Linked DNA regions of Sus scrofa: all the other regions are linked to region 1. The links are chromatin contacts, called in public Hi-C and promoter capture Hi-C maps. All regions are on one chromosome and are shown on one strand. Each heading gives the region's core, a stretch centred on a gene start, on an enhancer-like site or on the middle of the called end of the contact. The rest is flanking DNA. Distances are from core to core; before and after follow the strand shown. Region 1 holds the start of IDH1 (isocitrate dehydrogenase [NADP] cytoplasmic). Region 2 holds the start of EEF1B2 (eukaryotic translation elongation factor 1 beta 2). Region 3 has its middle 14 kb from the start of KANSL1L.

Region 1 (4,882 bases), core at 949-3,448:
ATTTCATGGCCCACGTTTCTATTTGTGTTTACAGCAATATTTGGGATCTGATAATATCAAAATATTCAGATTTTTTTGTTGGCCAAATGAAAGACAAATGACGTCAAGGCACACCATATTAACCAAAGAGAGAAAACCCATGTTCTAAATGAATCATTACATGACATCCAGTAAAAGAACCAAGCTAAATTCAAAAGTATCAGAATGGAAGCAGTTAGTTTCATATTTGCCTTGCAAGCAGTAATTTAATTTCAGCCAAACTCATTTGTTACATTTAATTAATGTTCTTAATGGTGATATATTTTTTATAGTTTTGCCTCTAAGTCATTTTGTCTACAAATTAGTTATTTTATGGTTGTTTAAGAGCTATCAGCACAGGGAACATATATCTCTATATATTACTATAAGGCAATTCATGGGATCTACAAAAATTTTTTTAAAGGAGTTCCCTTGGGGTGCAGTGAGTTAAGGATCTGGGGTTGTCACTACAGAGGCTCAGGTCACTGCTGTGGCGGGGGTTTAATCTGTTGTCTGGGAATTTTTACATGCCGCAGACATAGCCAAAAAAAAAAAAAGAAGAAAAAGAAAACTATTTTGTATAATACTGGCTCAGGGAACACTGTTTTAGATGCTGAGAGCCCCTTACGTGTTACCTTTCCTCCCATACTGCCAGATTTGTAGCCCCTTTTTGGCAGTGTCTACTATTTAATGGAATACATTTTGTGATTAAACTAACTTTGGTTCTGTATAATTGCCTGAATTTATTCTCCCTGTTCCTCATTCTCCTCAGTTATATTCGATGTCTTTGGTCGTGCTATGTATCTTGAAGGCTACCCTAAATCCTTTCTGGAACAAGAATGAATAGAAATAATTTTAGTAGTCGCCAGGCGGTAATAAACAACGTGAACCTGATAGAATATGGAGTAAATTTGTAAGCTCAGGTGATTTGCGGGTCTCAGGTTTGAGATGAAAATACAAGACCATATATCTCTATCATCAATTCTACGGAAATAAATAGAGGTGACTGCTACTCTCAGTTAATCCAACTCAAAAATCAATAAGCGCGAGGCGGTGTAGTCTTTCCTTCGTCCTTTTCTCCTGGGAAAAATACCAGCGCCCTCTAGAGTCCAAAATGCACCCGTAGTGTCCATAATCTTCAGAGAGTTGAAGGAATAATCCGATATGAGAGATAATTTTTTTTTGTCTTTTGTTGTTGTTGTTGTTGCTATTTCTTGGGCCGCTCCCGCGGCAAGAGATAATTTTTAAAAGTTAATTTGGAGGCATGGAATCCTGGGCCAAGCGCGTGATTATCCTACAAATCACAGTCTAAAACACCCCCCCCCCCGCCTTCAATGTTTTCAAGGATAAGGAATACATAAAAAAAACAAAGGACAGATTTTTTTTTTTTTTTCTTTTGGCCTCACCCGGGGCAGGTGGAAGTTCCCGGGCCAGGGGTCGAACCCGGGCCACAGCAGTGACTACGCTGGATCTTTAACCCGCTAGGAAGCTCCAGATTTTTTTTTAAATCCACTGTTTTCTAAGGCTTCTCATCTTTAGTTGAGCTTCACTGGAACTCAGATAACAATCTCACTATCTTTTAATGCAAAAGACGACCGCGTTTATTTATAGTACGCAGCAGTAACTGAAATTGTAAATACAGAAGCTCCAAAGAACTTGTCGCAGGCGGTCGCGGAAATACAAGCCGACGGCAGTGCATCTGCTCGTGCCGTTCAATCTTTTGTATTCTAGCTTCCCCTAAAGCGACCCCCGCTCGCCCAGGGCTCGCTTCCGGCAGTCCCAGACTCGGTCCAGCCTATGGCACATCCGGCGAGCGGCGGGAAGGGGACGTGTCCGGACCGCTTTGTCCCCTGTTTGCCTTTATCGCAGGCCTGCAGGCTGCGGAGCCCTACGTTCTTACAAAGACCGGGACGCTCCTTTGGGGTGTAGGACTCAGAATACCAGCCGCGGCGCGCCCTGCTCCCTAGCCTGCAGGTGGCATTGTCCTCCTTCCGCAGTAGGGAAGCAGGGGCCAAATACCGCAGCACCACTGCCCTTTCCCCCACTGCGAGCGTAGGGAAGCCTCCCCCACCCACTTCGCCCAAGGTTCCGGAACCCGCCCCTGATCCCAGGCCCCGCCTATCTCAGGAGGTCGGCGTTCGGCGATTGGTGGCGTGGCAGGGGCGGGTCTCCGGGAGGTGGACTGAGGGGGCCGGACCGGGACAAAAGCCGGGAAGAGGCAAAAGCCCTGCCTCCTCAGACCCGTTCTGTTTCTGCGTTGGCTGTTAAGAAGCCGAAACAGCTGGGGCCCAGCTGGGGTTAAGCCAGTGAGTGGCTGTGGCCGTTCCGGGTCATCGCCAGGGTACATTCCCCTGCAGGTAACCGCAAGTTTTTCGAGGTCGAGGTCGGGGGACGGGACGAGGGGTCGGGGGGCGGCCCCTGGCTTTCGCCGGGAGGCTCTGAGTCTGTCAATGGCTGGAGTGGTTTAAAAAAATAAATTAAAAAAAGGAAGCTCAGATCTTGCGTATGGTGGGGGAAACTTAGGCAGTCCTGGTTGCAAGACAGCTGGTGAGGAATCCAAGTATTGGGCATGGGAAAAGAAAATAGGAAGGAAGAAGGTGCTGGATGCCTGGACGTGCAAAAGGCCAGCTCCTGGGCGTGGGAGCGTGACACTGGGCGGCTGGAGGTGGCATGCAGTGACAATTGGAGGGCCAGGTCTGCAAGAGAAAGGAAAACCGGGCTGGGGGAGGATGCAGGGATGCGTGGAAGACGAACTCTTGGGTTCAGGGGGAAGAAAACGTGCGGCCTCGAACGCTGGAGGACTTGGGCGTGTGCCTCGAACTCGAGCTGGCTGGCTGCGTCCGTTTGGGTTGCTTGAAGAAGGGAGGCGAGGGGCGTTCCCTAGGCCACCTGGTGGTGGGCGGGAGCGCAGTTGTGGGTGGAGACCGCGCCGCCGCCGGCTTCTCCAGGTCAGGGCCAGACGACCCCCAGCTCGCTCTCTGCACCCGAGATTTATAGGTCCCGGCACCTTCCGGAGCGGGCGTGAAGACCTGGAAGGAGGAACCGAACCAGCTTCAGTTGCAGCCCTCTTGCACAACGCCCACAAGGACGCATGCACGCCGGGAACCTGCTGGTTACGGCGTCCCCTTAGGACATCCAAACTGCAAGGCTAGCTAACCCAACAGCGAACCCAGGACGCACCCCTCAGTGTGTGCCGGCAGAGCTATCTCCTTTATCTGGAAGCTGCCTGCGGACCTAAAACTGCCCTTTGCCCCTCTGGGTACACTCAGCACTGTACTTTTAAACCAGATAAACCGGGCTGCTCAGGCCAGTATAAAAAGCAACTAAATTCTCCTGACACGACTATTTTGTAAATTACCTTTCTCTTCCCTTTTGTTTTGTTTTAGGAGATAAACTGCACTCAGCTGAGTGTGCAAGATTGGGAAGAATTGGGGTGATAAGAAGTTGTAAAGGTAAGACAGCACTTTCTCCCCTTCATGTCGGCAGTACTGCGTTTCATCGCTCTTGGAAGTCCTGGAGGTGGTCGGAGGCACTGCAAAGGGCCTGAAGCAGGGATCGTTCCAACAATAAATTGCAAATGCTTCCTTGTTTCTTTCAGTCTAGAGGCTTCTCTGCAAGACAGTGATTTTTTTTTTTTTTTTTACCCAGAAATTAATGTAGTTCGTTAACTCAGCCGACAAAACAAAACAGTGGCTAAAAGTTTGGGATCGATGACAATAAAGTCAAAGAGGGTGAGCGGCTCTTTTTTTCTTAAACTGCTCTGTATTAGTCCAGGGTTTATTTTCTAGCATTGCACAAGTATGTCAGGAGATTGGAATCCAGCTGCATTCAGAATAAGTGAACTAGCCTGTTGGCAAAGGCCTTCCTTCTGAAGTCAAGGTTTGGATGGAGACAGAAAATCTGAGGGTCTAGGGTAGAAAGTCAATTCAGTGGAGTCTATAGCCCACTCCATGGGATTCAAATCTGGAAGAAGTAAAATAGTGTTCTACATTATAGTAAGTGAGAGTTTATAATAAGGCTTTGTTTTTGTTTTTGTTTTTTGTTTTTTGTTTTTAGTTGAAAGATGGTAAAAATGTAATGGATAAGTCATTGAAGGAAACCTGCAAGTTTTGATTATGCATTATGAAGTATAGAAAGATTACTGCAGAAAGTGTTTGCTTCAAGTAAAAAATATCACTCAGGATTAAAATTTCATGCATGATATATGACCTTCTATTAACTGTATTTGCCATGAAAGAAAATTAACCAAGTTATAACTCTTGCATAAAACTGTGTGGGAATATGGCCTTGGAAATGTATCAAAACTAAGATAAGTTGCTGCCTTTTTGTTTTGTTTTGTTTTGTTTAGCTGTGACAGTGGGATCAGCACAACCAAATCATATACTTTAAGATGCACTTGAAATTATAAACAAGTAACTGATGCATTCACACCAGTTTTGTTCACTTTTCTAAATTCCAGATGGTCTACTAATCATTATGTTTTAAAATTTTCTTTTTTCTGGAGTTCCCGTCGTGGCTCAGTGGTTAACGAGTCCAACTAGGAACCATGAGGTTGCAGGTTCAATCTCTGGCCTTGCTCAGTGGGTTAAGGATCCGGCGTTGCTGTGAGTTGTGGTGTAGGCTGCAGACGTGGCTTGGATCCGGTGTTCCTGTGGCTCTGGCGTAGGCTGGCAGCTACAGCTCCGATTAGACCCCTAGTCTGGGAACCTCCTGTATGCCGAGGGATCGGCTTTAGAAAAGGCAAAAGATAAAAAATAAAATAAATAAATAAGTAAAAATTTTCTTTTTTCTTTCTTTCTTTCTTTTTTTTTTTTTTTTTTTTTGGTCTTTTTAGAGCTGCACCTGCGGCATATGGAGATTCCCA
Region 2 (4,882 bases), core at 1,708-4,207, 1.9 Mb after region 1:
CATGCGAACAGCTGCAGACCAGTAGCTGTGGAAGTTTTGAAGCTCTGCCTCAAAAGAAGATATTGAAATATGTATTCAAGGAATGTGGAGGAAACTTTGGGAATCAATCTTTGGAAAAGATTATTCATGTTATTACGAAAAGAATTAAGTTATATACAAATTATAAAATGACCTACTTTTGGCTTTCTTTGACTCATACTGTGCAAGGCGTTCTTCTCTTAGCCTCTTAGCTTCTTCACTTTCCTGTGAAGAATAAATTTAATATATTTCACAAAGCTGGTTGTTCCCCGCCTTAAAGCTGATGGGATCATCACAAAGACCAGCTTTATCAGAAAAAAGCAAATCCATCAGGAGCTCAGCCGAAAGATGGTGATTTGATTTTATTCATCATGTAGCTAGTGAGGATTTTCAAAAGGCAGGTAATAAAGGGAAGCTGGGATTCGACCCCAGCCATTCTGGCTACAGAGACTGTGCTTAAGCACACTGACACACACACATGTCAATTTATGCCATACCTCCTCATCATCGGATCCAAAGAGGTCAATGTCATCATCATCTTTACTGTCTGTAGCTCCACTTTCTGTGGTGTCTTCCACATTGGCAGGGCCATACTTGCCCAAAGCTTTCTTCACTCCTGGCAGGCTTAAAAAAATTAATCAACTGTTAGGATGGTATGATATCCCCCTTTATTTATTTATTTTTTGTCGTTCTGCCTTTTCTAGGGCTACTCCTGCAGCATATGGAGGTTCCCAAGCTAGAGATCAAATCGGAGCTGTGCTGCGGGCTTATACCACAGCCACAGCAACATGGGATCCAAGCCGCGTCTGCAACCTACACCACAGCTCACGGCAATGCCGGATCCTTAACCCACTAAGCAAGGCCAGCGATGGAACCGCAACCTCATGGTTCCTAGTCGGATTTGTTAATGACTGAGCCACAACAGGAACTCCATGATACCCCTTTTTAGACAATACATGAGAACTTGTTTTCATTACAACTTATCAACCGGTCCCTTTTGTACTGAGAACTTACCCTTCAACGCTCCCATGTAAATACCTGTGCATGTTTTAGGTCCTCACTCAAACATTAACAGCACGTGACATGTCATATTCAATATGCACAATGGTTTGCTTTTAGGATGAGTATTTCTGTTTGAGGTTTCATTAAGCACACTCAGTGGACTGGAGCTCACTCCCCCACCCCCACTCCATTCTTGTTAGCAGTTTCAGAAGAAAGGCAAAGGACTAAAAGAATGAGCCACCTGCTAACCCAGAGGTGAGTCCCCCAGATCAGGGTTAGACGCATTAGCAGGGTAATGTGGGGAAAAGCTAAATTGCTATTGTTGAAGTAAAATCATATCTAATGGCAAGACAATAAATAATTAAACATAAAAATTTTCTCTCCCCAGTTTGTGCCTCCTCTCTCCCCTTTTATGTATACTGTGCATCTGCATTAACCAAGCCTCCTTACAGGTAACATTCTTTCCTAATCTTGGGCCACCATGACCCACAACAAACTATTTGCTTTGCACCTGTAGATTTGGATTGTATAAACTGTTAGTAACATGTCATTCAACATACGGCCCTATCTCAAGAACTTCTATGGGTGGAACAGTTCTCAGATGTTTCTGAGGGGCTTTTCACAAGTTGTAATTCTCATTGTGGCTTGAGTAAAACTTTCCATTTCACCTGATTTGCTTTTTATCAAAATTGTTCATGTCCTACCTGTTACATGAAAAAATGGAGAATTCCAGTCTCTTGGTCTTCTAAAGTCACAGAAATTTAGCTTACAATATCCCAACAAACATGAAGTCGCCAGAATCCTAATTTGTCACGCGAAAATCCCAAGTTTAACCTTAAAATCAGTCCATTCTTCAGATGAACACAAAGATAATTTTACCTGGCCTTTTCTTTTTCATAAGATTTGATGTGATTATACCAACGTAGGGCATGACACAAGTCAGCAGGTGGTGGGCCGGAGACTGCTTCAAAAACTGCCACATCTGCTTGTGATGGCACATACCTGTCCATGATACAAAACTAGTTATACACACCTCAAAAAAAAAAAAAAAAAAAAAAAAAGCTACGAACACCAGCAAATAAATGACAAACGCTACGACCCTCAAATTATTGAATGAGAACGCGCCCATTTGTTAGGGGGCCCTAAGGTGCTTTAGCTATTTGAGAAAAGGAGAAAAAAAAAAGCTCCTTAGGATCAGGGATTATCTACTCAGTTCTCCGCGCTATCCTGAGACATGCCTGACACTTAGTAGACCTCGGAAATTGCAATCACTAACGCCATGTCTACAGGCTTCCATCTGTTAACTGAGCAAAACGCAGAAAAACCTAGTTGAATCAAGTAATCGAAAAGAAAGCACCTCTTTAACCCTTCTCTCTCTGCAGCCCCTTCCCCCGGGAGAGCCCTGGGTCCAGGCTTCCTTTCCTCCAGCAGCAGCCGAGGCCGCGCCACGTGGCCCCACCGCACCCGGCCGCCCCTGCCGGTCCGCTCACCCCTCGATGTAGCTCTTGTCTGCCAGGTAGTCGTTGAGCACCTGGAGGCCGGCGGGGCTTTTCAAGTCTCCAAAACCCATGGCGATTGTCGATCTGGGAACTGGGCCGCAGCGGAGGAAAAAAGGAGCGCAGGCGAGGGAGCCTAACGCTAAGAGGAAAAAGGCCGCAAAAAGCCCGGAAATTCCTTATATAGAGACGGAGGCGTTTCTCTCCGATGCCCCTGGCCGGAGGTTAGAGGTTAAAGGTTAAAGCACTTTACGCTTCCACAATGTAAAAATCAAGGGCTCTGAAATAGGCCGACAGATTGCCCACCGGTATTTCTCTGTGTTTGCAAATCATTAATAAAATGGATATTTCTCAAATTACTATCGCCAAGGGCTTCGGAAGATTACAAGAAGAGCCTTTTGAAGCACCGGAGATGACCGAAGACGTTCGGCCTGGGCCGCCAGGCCACTTCCGGCGGAACTGCAGGTCTGAGCCAACCCTTCTACCCCGCCCCCGCTCCCGGCTGCAACGCCCTCCGCCCCGCCCTCTGTCAAACTGACGGAAGTTGCTGAACTCAATCTACGCGGGAAGTTGTTGAACTGGGGTTTCTGGTCCCTCCCGGCTTTCCGTTCTTGCAGGACTGGCTGACGGAGATGCCCGAGGCCGCCATATTGAATAAGCAAATCGGCCTTTGAAGGGGTCGTTGCGGTGTAGACGGTTCTGCAGAGCAGCCATCCTCGGCGGCTCCAGGGAAAAGGTGAGGTCGTGTTTGGGTGAGAAGGCTGAGGTACCTTGGCCCTCGGAGTTTGTTCCTTGATGAGACTCTTTCCTTTGGTCCAACCGACTCATTTCTCCTCTTGTCCTTGACTGGGTACCCCGTTCCACCCTGCCTCCTGGGGAACCCTCAGAAAGCCGGCAGGTGAGGTCTGTTAGTCAAGGTTTCTGGTATGATGGAACAGAGAGGAGGAGAGGTCTGGAGGCCCGGGGGGAGCGCTAACCCGAATGCAGCCTTGTGGGTGACCTTCCTTCTGCAAGGGAATGCAGGACAGTCCTCTACCTGGAGAGAAGGCCGTATTGTTCCCCGAGAGAGGACCTGTGCCAAGTGACATGGGCCTAAAGACGGAGCATTTTCCACCAAATTAGCACAAAACCTGGTACAGTGCATCTTTCGTTGCTGTTGCCTTAGCAACCGTACATGCCTCTTATTATTTGGTTATGTTTATGGATTGGATAACACTTATTAACTCTTTCACTGGTGGGGAAACTGAAGAAAAGGACATTTTAAAATTTGTCCCAAGGTTGCAGTGCGAATAACAAAAAGCTACGTTGTTTAAAAGTTTGGGGGAACTAGTACATGTACTGTAAAATCGTGTATCAGAGACGACTCTGCTCAAATACGAATTGAGGGTGTAGGAAATGTAACGGTGAACTGTTTCTGATGAATAAACAGCAAATTAGTTTTTTATGGAATGTCCTTTTTTTCCACCGAGTTGTATGTGCATCTTTAAGCGGGGTGTTATGCGTTTGCCAGAACACCTGCATTCTTTAATAGCAGAGAAGTGACATTAAGTTATGGCCAGAGAGTGGAGATAGAGTTCATTTAGCAGACAGTTATTGATCGCCCACTATAAGCCAGAAATGAATCTACTAAGAAGAATTAAATGGTGATATGACTGGGGAGTAGTTAGGACATTTTAGCTGGGCTGGTCAAAAAAGTCTTCCAGCGTTTTTACATCGTTGTATGAAATACTGATTTTTGAATTTGAATCTGTCATTACTCTAATTCAGCAAATTCATTTTTACCTTCATATCAATATATTTTAATAGGACAGATTCTGCATATTCTGGAATTTGGTGATATCCACTTTTTTTTTCCTCAACATTTCACTACATGTATTTCCTCTTATGCAGTCTAAGCTGAGAATGCCATATAAATGGGTCACTGTGAAATGTGACAGTATCCACGGTTTGGGTGTGAGGTTTCAACAAACCTCAGATCTTGTAATTGTATTATTTACTTTTTTTTTTTTTGTCTTTTTGCCATTTCTTGGGCCCCTCCCGTGCCACATGGAGGTTCCCAGGCTAGGGGTCCAGGCTATGCCAGAGCCACAGCAACGTGGGATCCGAGCTGCATCTGCAACCTACACCATAGCTCACAGTAACGCCGAATCCTTAACCCACTGAGCAAGGCCAGGGATTGAACCCGCAACCTCATGGTTCCTAGTTGGATTGTTAACCGCTGAGCCATGATGGGAACTCCTATAGTATTTACTATTGAAAAAAAATTCACCTATAAGTGGACCTGCAAAGTTCAAACCTATATTGTTTAATGGTCAACTCTATTTGATGATTATTTTCTCAAGGGCACCATGCTAGGTCTTCAGAAA
Region 3 (4,882 bases), core at 1,594-4,093, 1.6 Mb before region 1:
AGCTCCGATTGGACCCCTAGCCTGGGAACCTCTGTATGCCTGGGATGTGGCCCTAAAAATTAATAAATAAATATATAATAAAAAAGGTACAATGTGCTTAATATGTGGTTAAATGGGCTAAGAAATATACATTATGCAGTGTCAGCTCATACGTATGAAATATAGCAGCGCTTCTAGATGAAGGCAATTTTCTTCTTTGTGCTTTTCTACACTGTTTACATCAAACATCTATTATTAATCATTTCCTACCTCCCATTCCTATTATTTTTAAAGTACCATAAATTGAACACAAAGAAATAAGCAAAATTTATTTGTGTGATGGCTTGGTAGATTGAAATACTTATTTAAGGTCTGTAAATTTGGCAGACTGCAGAACTGACCACAAAATAAAAGAACCTAGAGATTGGAAACAACCTACCTCCTATGATTGTTTGATGAACAAATTAGATAATGTTTATTAAAATGCTTTCTGAATTATTACTTGTGTAATGACAAAACTTAATGCCTGTATCACCACTATAAATTCCATAAGGACTGGAACTTTGTTTATTGCCCTATCTCTAGCATTTACTCAATCTAGTAATGACATGCGCTGTGCCCCATAATATGACAAACACAACCTCTACTCAAACTCAATGATACTATCTCCTAAACTATTGATGACTTTCTCCCCTGCCTAAGTCCTTTAAAACACCTATACAGACCAAATAAAATATCTTTCTTTGAACTAACATAATACATGCTTGACTTCTCAGACTGTGCATTTAAAAAAAATTAAATGCCTTAATCAAGTTCCTGGGCTAGGGGTGGAATCAGTGTGCTGTGGCCTAAACCACGCCACAGCAACATAGGATCCAAGCCACATCTGTGACCTACACCATAGCTTGTGGCAATGCCAGATCCTTAACCCACTGAGCAAGGCCAGGGATCGAACTGTATTCTCATGGACACTATGTCGGGTTCTTAACCCACTGAGCCACAATGGGGACTCCCAATTACTTTCACAGTACATTACTCACTTACAATTTTTATTTCAGTGATGGTAAATCAGTTTTCCAAACACTTCCCTTACTCCATATGAAGGTGCAATTATTGTTTGAGCAATTAAAAAAAATTATTCTCTCTTACAAGAGCAGCTTGTCATAAAAATCATTGCACTATGTCACAATGTACTAAAAAGACCAGGAATAAGCCAGTTATTTTTCAATTCCAGTAATTTGTGTCATGTCTTATACTTTGTTATAACTCCAATTCCTTGGATTTCTCTCCCTCACCCTCACCGAGATCTTAACCTATCAATATGGTCGAAATAATAACAATTGCCTTTCTGGATCTAAAGTCTTCGTGCACTTCATTCCATAAATCATTCCATGTGTAAATTAGGTGCTTAAGAAAACCTGTAATCCAGCTGCAAGCTATAAGAGCTATATTTAGTACGCGCGCGCGCGCACACACACACACACACACACACACACACACACACACATCCCCCTTGAGTTCGTGGCTAGGGAAATGCCTGGGTGTAGTTTCGTGGTGAGTGGAGCGCTGGGCCAGGTGCAAGAGTCTCAGAGATGTTTTTATGTGTCCCTGGCCGACTATCTCCTCATAAAACTCGTTAATTTATTTGCGCTACTGCAGAACGGAGTTAACTCCAGAGCTACTCAAACTAGCTTTGGACAGATTTTGAAATGCTCGAGCTGATCGCTCCTGCTTCTTGCTGTAAAACGACCCAGCTAGACCCAAGGCAGGTTTGTCACCTTCTTTCAGGGTCCTTCGGGGGATCGTACATAAATATGCCTTTGGATTTGAGCGCTCAGCCCAAATAAATGTAAACACACGGACCCGTATAGACTTGGCGACAGTAACAAAGCTCTGTTAAAACTCGCCCCTCCAGCGGCAGGGCGGGAAGGTCCGGCCGTCAGGAGCCTGCGCGGGCGGCAGGGGGTAGAAGCAGCTTGACTTTCCTCTCGCTTTGTTTTTCCTGTCACGGTGATACAGAAATAGCAAAGGAGAGGCGGGAAGTAGCCCTGCCATATTTTTGGTATAAGTCTCTCGCTCTCTCTCTCCTAGCCGTATTTTTGGCGTGTGTGTCTGTCTGCGTCCGTATTTTCCCCGGTTGGCACGGGGAAGGGGTAAGGAGGAAGCAGGAGCAGCGATGATCCGCCCCAAAGCAGCCGCCGCGCCACTGCAGCAGGGTTCGGGCGCCGCACTCCAGCCACTTCCAGAACGCTCCGAGACGCTTCTGCAGGCCCCGCCCCCTGCCGGGGTTTCCCCGCCACCCGCGTTCATTTGCATGGTGCTGCCCCTCCCCCGCTGCCATTGGCCGGCGCCGCGCCCCGCCCACAGCCCCTCCACCGCGGCAGGGTTCCGTCCCCCGAGCCGCCCGGAGCTGCGGGCGGCGGGCGGACTGTTAAACCGCGGCGGCAGCGGCTGGGGCGGGAACGGGACGCGCTCTGGAGACGAGTCAGCGGCGCCCCGGGTGGGGGGAGGCGGGCAGGCAGCTAGAGATCACCTCGGCAGCCCCCACCACGGCCGGACCGAAGGTGCGGCGGCGGAGGGGAGCCAGGGCGCCCCAGCAGGCGAGTGGCCGGCGTCTCAGCGGCGGGCTGAGGGGGGTGGGTCTCCTCTGCCGGGGACGGCGGCAGCGCGGGGAGGGGAGAGCGGAGAAGACCGCTGGGAGAACTTGCGGCCAGGCGACCGACCAGCAGCCCCTCCGTCCCCCGAATCCTCTGGCCTCTTGGACTCTGGGTAGCAGCACAGGATCGCGCTCTAGGGCAGGGGTCGGATCGCAGCCAAATTTAAACGGCTAAACCTAACAGCTTTGGCAGGAGCTGAGGGGAGGGAAGGGGTGGAGGGAGGGGTGGGGGCGGACCTAAGCGCGGTCACGTGGGGTCAGGGGCGGGGCCTGGCAGGCCTCCCTTTTGTTTTGTCTGGCGCTTGCGCAGAAGGCAGAACACGTGGTCCTTTGGGCCCGCCCCTTGCTTCGGCGGCCGCGCCTGACGGGTGCGGTGGTTGTGCCCGGTGTTGAGGGTCTGTGACGCGGAGCCGTTTGCGTTAGATTGGTCCCTTGTTTTGTTTTTTTTAATTTTTGCTTTATTTCAGTAAGACGGTGGATTGGCCTTTAGAATTACGTTGGATGGAGGGGAATCTAGGGAATTATTGAGGAATGGTATTTCCGAGTTTGTGTCACTTTGTGTGCTGAAGGGATTGATGTTGCTGGAAAATTTGAGGATACGTGGTGTTTGGTAGCAAGAAATACAAGACTATGTTCAGGTTATTAAAGAAGCTAGTGGGAAGGAAGAGGCTAATTTAACAGCCAAGAGGGGAGGCACTGGATAGATCTTGTTGTGATGTTTTCTTACTCCGGGAGAATTATTATTTGGTTTGTTTCCATGCCCGCTCTGCTTCGGGCGGATCCGCTCCTCTTTTCCGCTTCAATTAGCGGTCAGCGGGGACTTTTTTTTTTTTTTTTTTTTTAATTATGGGAAGCACGTTACTTTTGGATTCCCCCAACTTCTATCAACTGGCGAGATTTAAGAAAATAGCTTCCTTCGTCTTACCTTAACCAGTTTGTTTAACTTGTGCTGTGTTTGGGTCAAAGGGTTTTTTTTTTTTTTTTTTTTTTTTAGATACCGACAGGATAGGGCATGTTTGTTAGCAACAAAACCTGAGATATTTACCACTACTGCAGACAAGACTGGCCCTGTGTTTGACTGGAAAGAAGAGGCTCTAAAAGTAATTAAACATTAGAGAAAAACCTGGTGTTCTGGAATGTAGATTGCTTGAGTAAGGCTTACCAGTGAGTGGTCTTGGCTGTTTCCAATTCTTACACTAGCTGTTTCCTTGGGCAAGTTACAACCTCTCCTATCTCAATCTGTTTCCTCTTGTAAATAGTTTCATAATACTGTCCCTGCCTTAGGAGGTTGTTATGAGAATCAAATACCTTGTGTTCGTAAAAGTGATTTATAATATTTATCAACACTACAAATACAGAAATTGCCAAGTAATACAGTTTTCTAACGAAAATGCGCTGTTTTTAGCCGGGATACTGGAAGAACGTAAACAATGAATCATGAAATACGATGTATTTGACTATCTTCAAAATCTGTTATAACTCTTTGGTTCTCCTTCATTTCCCACTTAATCAGATTAGTGTCGAGGTTGGTACTATTTCCTCATAGCTTTAATCTAAATCTCTTATCCAGCCCTTCTGGACTTTTTTTACATGAAATTTTTCTTAATCCAGACCATTTCTATCACATTGATTTTTTTACATTTGTGTGTGATATGTGCCTTTTCAAGTAACGGTTGCTTGTTTTTAAATCTTAGGAAGTAATTTGGAAAATGAACTCAGGTGTAAGTTAAGAAAAATACAAATAACTTGTATTTTAAACTATTTTCCTATGCATATTTGTGTATTTTTCCTAAAACTGGGAACATGTGGTAATGTAACTTTACCTCATAAACATTCCCATGTCATTAGTCTTTGAAAAATTATTTTTGGCAGCTTAATGCTATATCATGTGACATATTTAAAAATTTTTCCTATTGGCAGATGTTTGGGATGTTTCTAATGTTTTGTTAACATAGATTTCACTACAGAGAATAGTGTTTTACTTAAATCTTTGAAAAAATTTTCCCGTAGATTTGTAAAAGGTCAAAGAGTCTGGTGTATGTGTGTAACATCATCACCAAATTACCTTCCAGGATATTGTGTTGTTTAATACTCATCTAGTGTATGAGTGTGCCTCATATCACATCTTTATTATTTGGTATTAGCAATAAAACAAAAACCCTTTGCTTTTACTTGCATTAATTTTTTTCACATATGTCTGAGATGTCTGTTTTATTTTCCTAGTTTATAAGCTGCTTGAGGCAGAGG

Evidence for each region. Promoter capture Hi-C pulls out the DNA fragments that hold promoters and counts their contacts. Hi-C and Micro-C count contacts between places; a contact is called where the count stands out from the background.
Region 2: a contact with region 1 is called in a promoter capture Hi-C map of liver, with 4 times the contacts expected there. The contact joins the promoter of EEF1B2 here to the promoter of IDH1 in region 1. A contact is called at or near these places in 1 of 5 promoter capture datasets (liver) and 1 of 2 datasets of contacts at active chromatin or transcription factors (alveolar macrophages).
Region 3: a Hi-C map of liver shows a contact between it and region 1, with 5 times the contacts expected there. The contact joins the enhancer-like site here to the promoter of IDH1 in region 1. A contact is called at or near these places in 1 of 5 promoter capture datasets (liver), 2 of 47 Hi-C or Micro-C datasets (heart right ventricle and liver) and 1 of 2 datasets of contacts at active chromatin or transcription factors (skeletal muscle).

The regions. Positions count from the first base shown.
Region 1 is chr15:111,359,646-111,364,527 of Sscrofa11.1, reverse strand. IDH1 (isocitrate dehydrogenase [NADP] cytoplasmic) reads left to right here and starts at 2,198. Exons shown (of 10, transcript XM_005672136.3): 1 at 2,198-2,375; 2 at 3,405-3,470.
Region 2 is chr15:109,449,976-109,454,857 of Sscrofa11.1, reverse strand. It overlaps EEF1B2 (eukaryotic translation elongation factor 1 beta 2), which reads right to left and starts at 2,957. Exons shown (of 6, transcript NM_001243524.1): 1 at 2,511-2,957; 2 at 1,900-2,022; 3 at 516-642; 4 at 177-243. The coding sequence starts at 2,590. NDUFS1 (NADH-ubiquinone oxidoreductase 75 kDa subunit, mitochondrial) reads left to right here and starts at 3,045. Exons shown (of 19, transcript XM_003133603.5): 1 at 3,045-3,252.
Region 3 is chr15:112,914,137-112,919,018 of Sscrofa11.1, reverse strand. No RefSeq gene overlaps it. Among named protein-coding and RNA genes, the nearest start is that of KANSL1L, 14 kb to the right of the region's middle. Within about 2 kb of position 2,843, at least 82 of the 83 cell types and tissues checked have an H3K27ac peak or open chromatin away from gene starts, as enhancers often do. A contact at or near this core is called in liver and skeletal muscle, where this site is marked.